2 separate regions of the Zea mays genome follow, and region 2 is linked to region 1. Evidence: chromatin contacts called from public Hi-C data. All regions are on one chromosome and are shown on one strand. Each heading gives the region's core, a stretch centred on a gene start, on an enhancer-like site or on the middle of the called end of the contact. The rest is flanking DNA. Distances are from core to core; before and after follow the strand shown.

What was found. A called contact is a pair of places that touch in the nucleus more often than the background predicts.
Region 2: a Hi-C map of leaf shows a contact between it and region 1, with 5 times the contacts expected there. The contact joins the promoter of LOC100383758 here to the enhancer-like site in region 1. A contact is called at or near these places in 14 of 25 Hi-C or Micro-C datasets (bundle sheath, ear, endosperm and 5 more) and 1 of 3 datasets of contacts at active chromatin or transcription factors (seedling).

What each region holds. Positions count from the first base shown.
Region 1 is chr6:70,104,897-70,109,067 of Zm-B73-REFERENCE-NAM-5.0, forward strand. No RefSeq gene overlaps it. Among protein-coding and RNA genes, the nearest start is that of LOC103629394, 35 kb to the right of the region's middle. Within about 2 kb of position 1,970, at least 13 of the 20 cell types and tissues checked have an H3K27ac peak or open chromatin away from gene starts, as enhancers often do. A contact at or near this core is called in bundle sheath, ear, leaf and 3 more, where this site is marked.
Region 2 is chr6:70,264,322-70,268,492 of Zm-B73-REFERENCE-NAM-5.0, forward strand. It overlaps LOC100383758, which reads left to right and starts at 2,323. Exons shown (of 4, transcript NM_001176393.2): 1 at 2,323-2,668; 2 at 2,779-2,876; 3 at 2,979-3,044. The coding sequence starts at 2,478. It overlaps LOC100384563 (Protein ENHANCED DISEASE RESISTANCE 2), which reads left to right. Exons shown (of 22, transcript NM_001177074.1): 16 at 54-187; 17 at 301-402; 18 at 651-695; 19 at 992-1,132; 20 at 1,206-1,301; 21 at 1,462-1,563; 22 at 1,672-2,070. The coding sequence ends at 1,776.

The sequences.
Region 1 (4,171 bases), core at 720-3,219:
GAGTCCTTTTTGTGTCAAAAATTTCCAATTAGACCCCCAGAAAACTTAAATGCAATTTTGGACCCATTTCTCGGCGTCATGAGCTATGGCGCCGAGTTTACACATCTCGGCGCCATAGATCTTGGCGCCGAGCTACCTGACGCGCTGTCGTCCACCAGCTGACGCGGCGCCGACGTGACACCGAGCTCGGCGCCAAGATCTATGGCGCCGAGCTCGAATGTTTTACCATAAAGCTTGTCTAGCTCAGTTGATAGAGATTAAGGCTCTCAACCTTAAGGTTGTGGGTTTGAGCCCCACCATGAGCGTTCAATATTTTTTTGTCTTTGTCACTGATTTGTTTTTTATTGTCCAGATTTTTTCGTTTATGCCGCTGATCTGTCCGTGCGTTCAATATTTTTTTGTCTTTGTCACTGATTTATTTTTTTTATTGTCCAGATTTTTTCATTTATGCCGCTGATTTGTCTGTCCAGATTTATTTCTCATCTATATTTTTTTGCTTTTGAAATCGTCATTATACGAATTTTGGCCCATACAGCTTGCGAATCGATATATGGTCACATCGCTTTACCTGCAGGCTGTAGACGTGTAGTAATCGCAGGCGCACAGCTATGAGTAAAACTAGAGTTTAGTGAGATCAAACGGATTTAAAATATATAAACTAATTATAGAATGATAAAAGTAATATGCACTAACCACAAGCAAAAGATTTTTTTAAAAAAGAAGCGTGTTTCGAGAACTGAGATGGCATTTTCAAGAATACGGACTATATATTGGATGGCGCTATCATATAGAGGAGTAGTATTTCCTTTTATATATACGCAGGAATATATAAAACACGAAATAACCTTTTCGCTAGAAGAGGTCAAGCCATCAACTAAAGCATATGCCATGGTTAAAAGAAAGGAAGAAAGCACGTTGTACTCAAGCTAATACCTTTTGTCTAAAAGTGGTATTATTTAGACAAAAAAAAAGTGTGACATGGATCAGCAATTTACCTCTTCGAACTATTGTTATGCTATATTTTCTTTTCTCGGGCAAAAAAAAACAAACGTCTCGCTCGGAAGTCTCACAAAAAAAATTTGGACGGACAAATCAGCGACATAAACGAAAAATATAGACAAAAAACAAATTATTGACAAAGACAAAAAAATATTAAACGCCCACCATGGGGCTTGAACCCAAAACTTCAAGGTTAAGAGTCTTGCGCTCTACCGACTGAGCTAGACAAGCTTTGTGATTACACATCCGAGCTCGGCGTCATAGATCTTGGCGCCGAGCTCGGTGCCATGTCGGCGCCACGTCGTCCGGGTTGTGCCAGCGCAGGACTTACCTCGGCGCCATAACCTATGGCGCCGAGCAAAGGGTCCAAAAATGACATTAAAATTTTCTAGGGTCTAAACGTGATTTTTTTCCGAGAAATGGCTAAAATACAAAAAATTCGGGTGTTGGTTTTGGCTTTTGCTCACTAAAAATCAAAGGGGTAGATACAGAAAGCAGCTTTTCCTAAAAACTGACTTTTCTCACAGTATATTATATATATAGAGATAGAAAAAACTTTTAACGGTTTTTAGTGGGTTCTACTAAACAGTTTTATTTTTAACAGCTTACATCAACTTTTTTTTAGAGCTTACAATCCACAACGGTTTTTTTCGACCACAACCCAACTAAACATACCCTAAATCAATGACATGTAACAATAATACGAGTAGACGTGCAGTGAATAATATATGCACTTGAGTAATGTATGTGACCAGCCCAATATTCTTGTCTACTACGACTAGTATCGCCTGTGACGTTATTCCTGCAAAAATCAAAGCAGTCACGAAGAAGACACTAATTAATCAAACTACTCATGCATCGATAATTGGATACTACCACCACTACTTAAAAATGGCTATAGTTGGTCATGTGTCACCAACCACCAAACGACGACGGCAGACGTCATTAACTAGCTCCATCCCGTCCGGTGTTGTACTAGCTTTCGAACGGCCTTCCGTGCTCGCGGGGTAGGGGCCAATGCCCGCGCCTTTACCGCCACTCCACCCGGAATTTCTTACGGCGGGGGCCGACAGATGATAATGGCAAATTCTTGGTCGAACAATACCTCTCGTTCCCATTATAAAAATTTTTCTATCCGCACACACGAACGTTTACTAGGAACATTTTTTCTCTATCTCCATTTTCCATGGGAATAAATCTCTAACGGACTTAAATTATAATTAATATATATGTTTTATTATTAATTAAAACATTACCAATTATGTACATTATCAGATGTAAGAAATCATTATGTGTACTCAAAATAACATATTTGTACAATAAATGATCTCTTGACAATATAATTATTTATTTGATAATTAACTATTATATGAAAATATTGTCACGTGTAATTTTAACGAGTCTCGCGGAAAATGGATCATGTTTATCTGTTGGGAAAGAAATTTCTCTATTTACATCCTAACGGGAAAGAAACTTGCCTATTTTCATCACCCGGAAGAAGTCTCCACGGAAAAGCAGTCATTGTCATCTCTGCGTGGGCCCTTTTACAACATGTCCATTCACCACGCGTCTTTGCTTTTTTTATGTGTGTCAGTGTGTGTGCTGGTTCATTGATATATGCAAGACAATTGATCAATAGACCATGCTCACTCTCGAGATGGAACTATCTGCCCGCACATACGGGTTATTATTAGCAAAGCAAAAAAAAAAAAAAAAAAGAACGAGAAAGAGACGCGCTAGATAACCTGCCATTTGGCGTGGGCCATAAGAAAAGAGCTCGCATCAACACGGCAGCCAACATGATACATTGATAGACCTCACCCCGTACAGTTACAATTTTACAAACGTCTATAAAATTCTACCAGGACATGCGAATAGAGAAAACGAGAATTCTCTATGCAAGACATCCAAATCGACGCAAACCGCCAAACCGGACATCAGTTGCGTAGCTAGGGGTAGGCGCGTGTGTGTATATATATAACGGGACTCCTGCGCCTTCAATAGTTAAAGGAAGCTCAGATCGATCATCTCTGCAACCTGGTTCAACTCAGCGCACCGACTGGACCAGGCTGTCGGTTGCACTACCCGCGCTCACGTCTGTGCGCGAAAAAAGAAATGCATGCATGAGTCAAACACGTCCCCCTGCATGCGCATAAATTTAGAAAAGATATATGTGGCGTTTTCTATTTTTAAATGGTTTATTTACTCCATAAATTTATGATCGCTGCAACAGTCATGCAACTAGACTCGTAAGGACCATTTTATGATATATACTGCTACTAAATATGCTACCATATGTAGATAATTATGCAATTCGGTATACTGCGTAAAATTCTGTTAGCAGCTGCATGCACATGAATTTATGATAAAAATAATATGCAATAAAAGGAAATGAATTGCACGCATAGAAACAAAAAATTGTATTTAATGTTTTATTTCCTTCATAAATATAGGATCCCTCCAACAGCCATACAGCTAAACACATTAGATCTAGTTTATGATATATATTGATACAAATTATACTACATGGTATAGCTATTTATGCAATTCGTTACACTGCGTAAAAAATCTGGCATGTTGTTCACTAGTGGACGCATCTCCGGGTTGGAGCGTAATAACCTTATTTTTTAAGCATAAAATCCTTCAATTATAAGCGTAAATACCGAGTCAATGTGAGAGGTTGATAGCTCTAGTAGGTTGTTATTACGATCCTATTTTTATGGCATATCCGAAAAACATGGTAGCCGCATGCATGCGGTTATACAGATCCAAAAATTATGGCAAAATGAATGTATGAGTCAAACACGTTCCCTTGCATGCGCGTAAATTTAGAAAACATATGTGTAGAGGTTTCTATTTTAAATGTTTTATTTCCTCCATAAATTTAGGATCGCTGCAACAGCCTTGCAGCTAGACTCGTAATGACTATTTTATGATATATACTGATACTAAATATGCCACACCGTGTAGATAATTATGCAATTCGGTATACTGCGTAAAAATCTGTTACCAACTGCATGCACACGAATTTATGATGGAAAGAATATTCAATGAAAGAAAATGAATTGCATACATAGAAATAAAAAATCACATTTAATGTTTTATTTTCGTCATAAATATAGGATCCCTCCAACAACCTAAACGCATTAGATCTAGTTTATGATATATATTG
Region 2 (4,171 bases), core at 1,073-3,572, 160 kb after region 1:
CAAGTCATGACTTAACCCTGACCCCTTTGCCATTGTATTTGATGGTCCTTCAGACCCAATAGATTTGTCTTGGTTTTCGGGCATTATTCGTCAGGATACAAATGAGAAAAGTCGTAACTGTTGGGCAGTGCCTGATAGCAAGATCTTTAAAGTTCGTAGCAAGAACTTTCCACATGACAAATCAAAGGTCCAAGCGTTTAAATGACACAATTGGTTCCTCCCCCCCCCCCCCCCCCCCCCCCCTCTTTTTTAAGGTTAACTGTCAAACAAGTGTTTAATATTTTGTTATTTGACTTGCAGGTACCAGCAGGTAAGTATCTAATGGAGCTCGTAGCAGTTGACTGGTTTAAGGACGCCAAGCGCATGGATCATGTCGCTAGGCGGAAAGGATCTGCGGTTCAGGTCAGAAAACCTGTCATGGCTGTTTAATGACGCATTCGTATCTCAGTCCATTTTTTTTGTAACCACAAGTTCGTGACATAAACTCTGAACAGTAGAATACCGTTGTCTTGGAGGACTACTGGTTCAACCAAACTTTCCTTTCAAATAAAATACCATTGTTGGACCTAGATTTAGATTAGTGTTCCGGCTCCTAACTAATACAGTGCTTCTATTACATGACGATTTCAACTGAACCTTTACTAATGTAGGTTGCCGCTGAGAAGGGAATGTTCACTTTCCTGGTAAACATACAAGTAAGCTCATGTTCTAACAATCCTACCATGTTACCATGTCCATTTATTTCTGTCCTGCTTCGATCTTTTCTCACAGAAAGGTGACCGCACAGAGTACAAGAAAAATTACATTGGTACCTTGCACAACGATCTGCATGCCTTTTTTTTTAGTTTTTTTGCGTGGTTGTTATTTGTTACTTCCGCAGCTGATTTTGAGAATTAAAAGATAAACTTATGGCTTTCTTCCAAGTTTGTTCATATTGATGTTTTTTCTTCTATACTTGGGTTACCCTGGTTAAGTCACTTCTCTCTTGCAGATTCCTGGACCAAGTCATTACAGCTTGGTCCTTTATTTTGTCTCAAACTCCTTGAAGAAAGGATCGCTGTTGCAGCGTTTTGCCGATGGTGATGATGATTTTAGAAACAGCAGACTGAAGCTTATCCCATCTGTTCCAAAGGTCTGTCCCAGTGTTGAAGTGTTTTTTTTGGTGTGCCGTCTTCTCACTTTAGCATGGCGTTCAAATTCTTCAGGGGTCTTGGATAGTGCGGCAAAGTGTTGGAAGCACACCTTGCTTGCTGGGGAAAGCCGTGGACTGCAGCTATTTGCGTGGTCCTGACTACTTAGAAGTAAGTCCCTTCATCAGCAATATAGTTCCAATTCAACTTCTTCTAGTTAATAACGAACACGGGTCAGTTGAGTTCAGATGGAACAAGAAGAAAACCGTATTCTTTTTTTTCCTCATGCACCTACTACAAACCTACAACGGATGCATTCTTAATTCTGCAGGTGGATGTAGATATCGGTTCGTCCGCGGTAGCCAACGGGGTCCTGGGCTTGGTGTTTGGCGTTGTTACCACCTTGGTAGTCGACATGGCGTTTCTTATACAGGTACAATCTCTGTTTCGTCCCGTCTCTAGCACCATTCAGTTCCAGTGACTTCTCTAGTTATCTGCCAGATGCTCGTTTTGTTTTCTGACCGTGGCGATGCGCCTGCAGGCAAACACGTACGACGAGCTCCCAGAGCAGCTCCTAGGCGCTGCGCGGCTGTCACACATCGAACCTTCTGCGGCCGTGTATCCTGTCCTTGACAACATTTCCTGAACGGGACGGACAAATCAACCTGTGCAGATTCTTTCGTTCTTTCCGTCCGCCCCGCCACAAAAAGGCTCTCCCAATTTGTTCAGCCACTGCAGCATTGTGCAGCTCGATACATTTGAGGTTCAGACAGACAGACTGCAGCAGTCCACAAGTGCCTTGTACCCTTCATACAGTTTTGCCATTTTTTTAGGTCTTTTCTTTTACATTTTACTTTACTCGGTGTAGTTTGAGCTTCCTACAGATATTGTAATGCAATAGACACATCAAAGTGAGATATACAGATACAGCATGGTTCAGAAACAAGTTCGTGTACTTTCCGATTCCCGACCCACTGAAACTCGCCTTTTGTGCATTCACCAGTTTGGGCTTGCTTCATTGCTCATCAGATCTGGTCCATGAATGCCCATTCGAGGCCCATCACAGCCCAAACCCCCACTGGTCCTAAACCTCTCGCCGTCACGCAGCTTTAAGTTCCGATACCCACAAGCACTTGGCATCAACCCTAAACCACCCACTATACCCGCCCGCCCGGCTAGGGTTTTGCCACCATGGCCGCCGCCGCGGCCGCCGCCCGGAGGCTCCTCTCCCGCCGCGCCTCCTCGAACTCGCTCTCCGCGTTCCTCCGCCGCGGCGCTGCCCCGGAGCAGTCGCTGCTGCGCCCGGCCGTCGTCGCGGCGGCCTCCCGCCTCGGCTTCCCGCGCGGGATGGCGCGGCGACCTGGCGGGGACGGCTACGGCGCGGGCCGGGACCGCGCGCCCACGGAGATGGCGCCGCTGTTCCCCGGCTGCGACTACGAGCACTGGCTCATCGTGATGGACAAGCCCGGCGGGGAGGGCGCCACCAAGCAGCAGATGATCGACTGCTACATCCAGACCCTCGCCAAGGTCCTCGGAAGGTAGCCGAGGCACCAATCGTCCCCTTCTACGATTGCCGTAGTTCCTGAGGAGTGGGGTGGTTTCTTTTGGAAAAAGGAAATCTCACGGTGTTTTTTTTTCTGCTGTGCAGTGAGGAGGAGGCGAAGAAGAAGATCTACAACGTCTCGTGCGAGCGCTATTTCGGGTTCGGGTGCGAGATCGATGAGGAGACATCTAACAAGCTCGAGGGTTCGTTCAACCTATGCTCCATGATGCCATTATTACGTTGTTCTCTCTGCTAAATTTGACCTGATAAGTATCTGGTGCCGTTTTGTTTATGTTGTACTGCAGGGCTCCCTGGTGTTCTCTTTGTGCTACCGGATTCGTATGTTGACCCTGAGTACAAGGACTACGGAGGTACCTTTCTCATCTTGCTCCACAGATATAGTTGTTTTGTCTTCCGTAGTTGAACCAGTGTCCAGTCTCAATCACACTGGAATTGTAGTCCATCTTGGCAAAGCTTGGAGCCTAGGCGGCAATGTCTTGCTTTGAATGCTAATGGACTGATATCAAGTGTCTCTCTAACAGTTCTGTGCTTCAGTGAAATGGGGGTCAGATCAGTAGGGATGAGATATTGCGAGCTCATTTCATGTCCAATCTAGGGGGTTTAATATGTTCTGTCTTCAGCAGTTGAACCAGTGTCATGTCAACCACACTAGACTTAGTCCATCTTGGCAAAGCTCGGAGCCTAGTCCGCAATGTCTTGCTTTGAATGCTAATGGACTGATACCAAGTGTTTCTCTAATGGTTCTGCGCTTCAATGAATGGGGTTCAGATCAGTTGGGATGAGACATTGCAGCTCATTTCATGCCCAATCTAGATGTTTTTACATGTTTTGTCTTCAGTAGTTGAACCAGTGTCAGCCAACTAAACTAGACTTTTAGTCCATCTTGGCAAAGCTTGGAGCCTAGTCGGCAATGTCTTGCTTTGAATGCTAATGGACTGATATCAAGTGGCTCTCTAACGATTCTGGGCTTCAATGAAATGGGGCTCAGATCAGTAGGGATGAGACATTGCGAGCTCATTTCATGTCCAATCTAGGGGGTTTAATATGTTCTGTCTTCAGCAGTTGAACCAGTGTCGTGTCAACCACACTAGACTTAGTCCATCTTGGCAAAGCTCGGAGCCTAGTCCGCAATGTCTTGCTTTGAATGCTAATGGACTGATACCAAGTGTCTCTCTAATGGTTCTGCGCTTCAATGAATGGGGTTCAGATCAGTTGGGATGAGACATTGCAGCTCATTTCATGCCCAATCTAGATGTTTTTACATGTTTTGTCTTCAGTAGTTGAACCAGTGTCAGCCAACTACACCAGACTTTTAGTCCATCTTGGCAAAGCTTGGAGCCTAGTCGGCAATGTCTTGCTTTGAATGCTAATGGACTGATATCAAGTGGCTCTCTAACGATTCTGGGCTTCAATGAAATGGGGCTCAGATCAGTAGGGATGAGACATTGCGAGCTCATTTCATGTCCAATCTATTGGG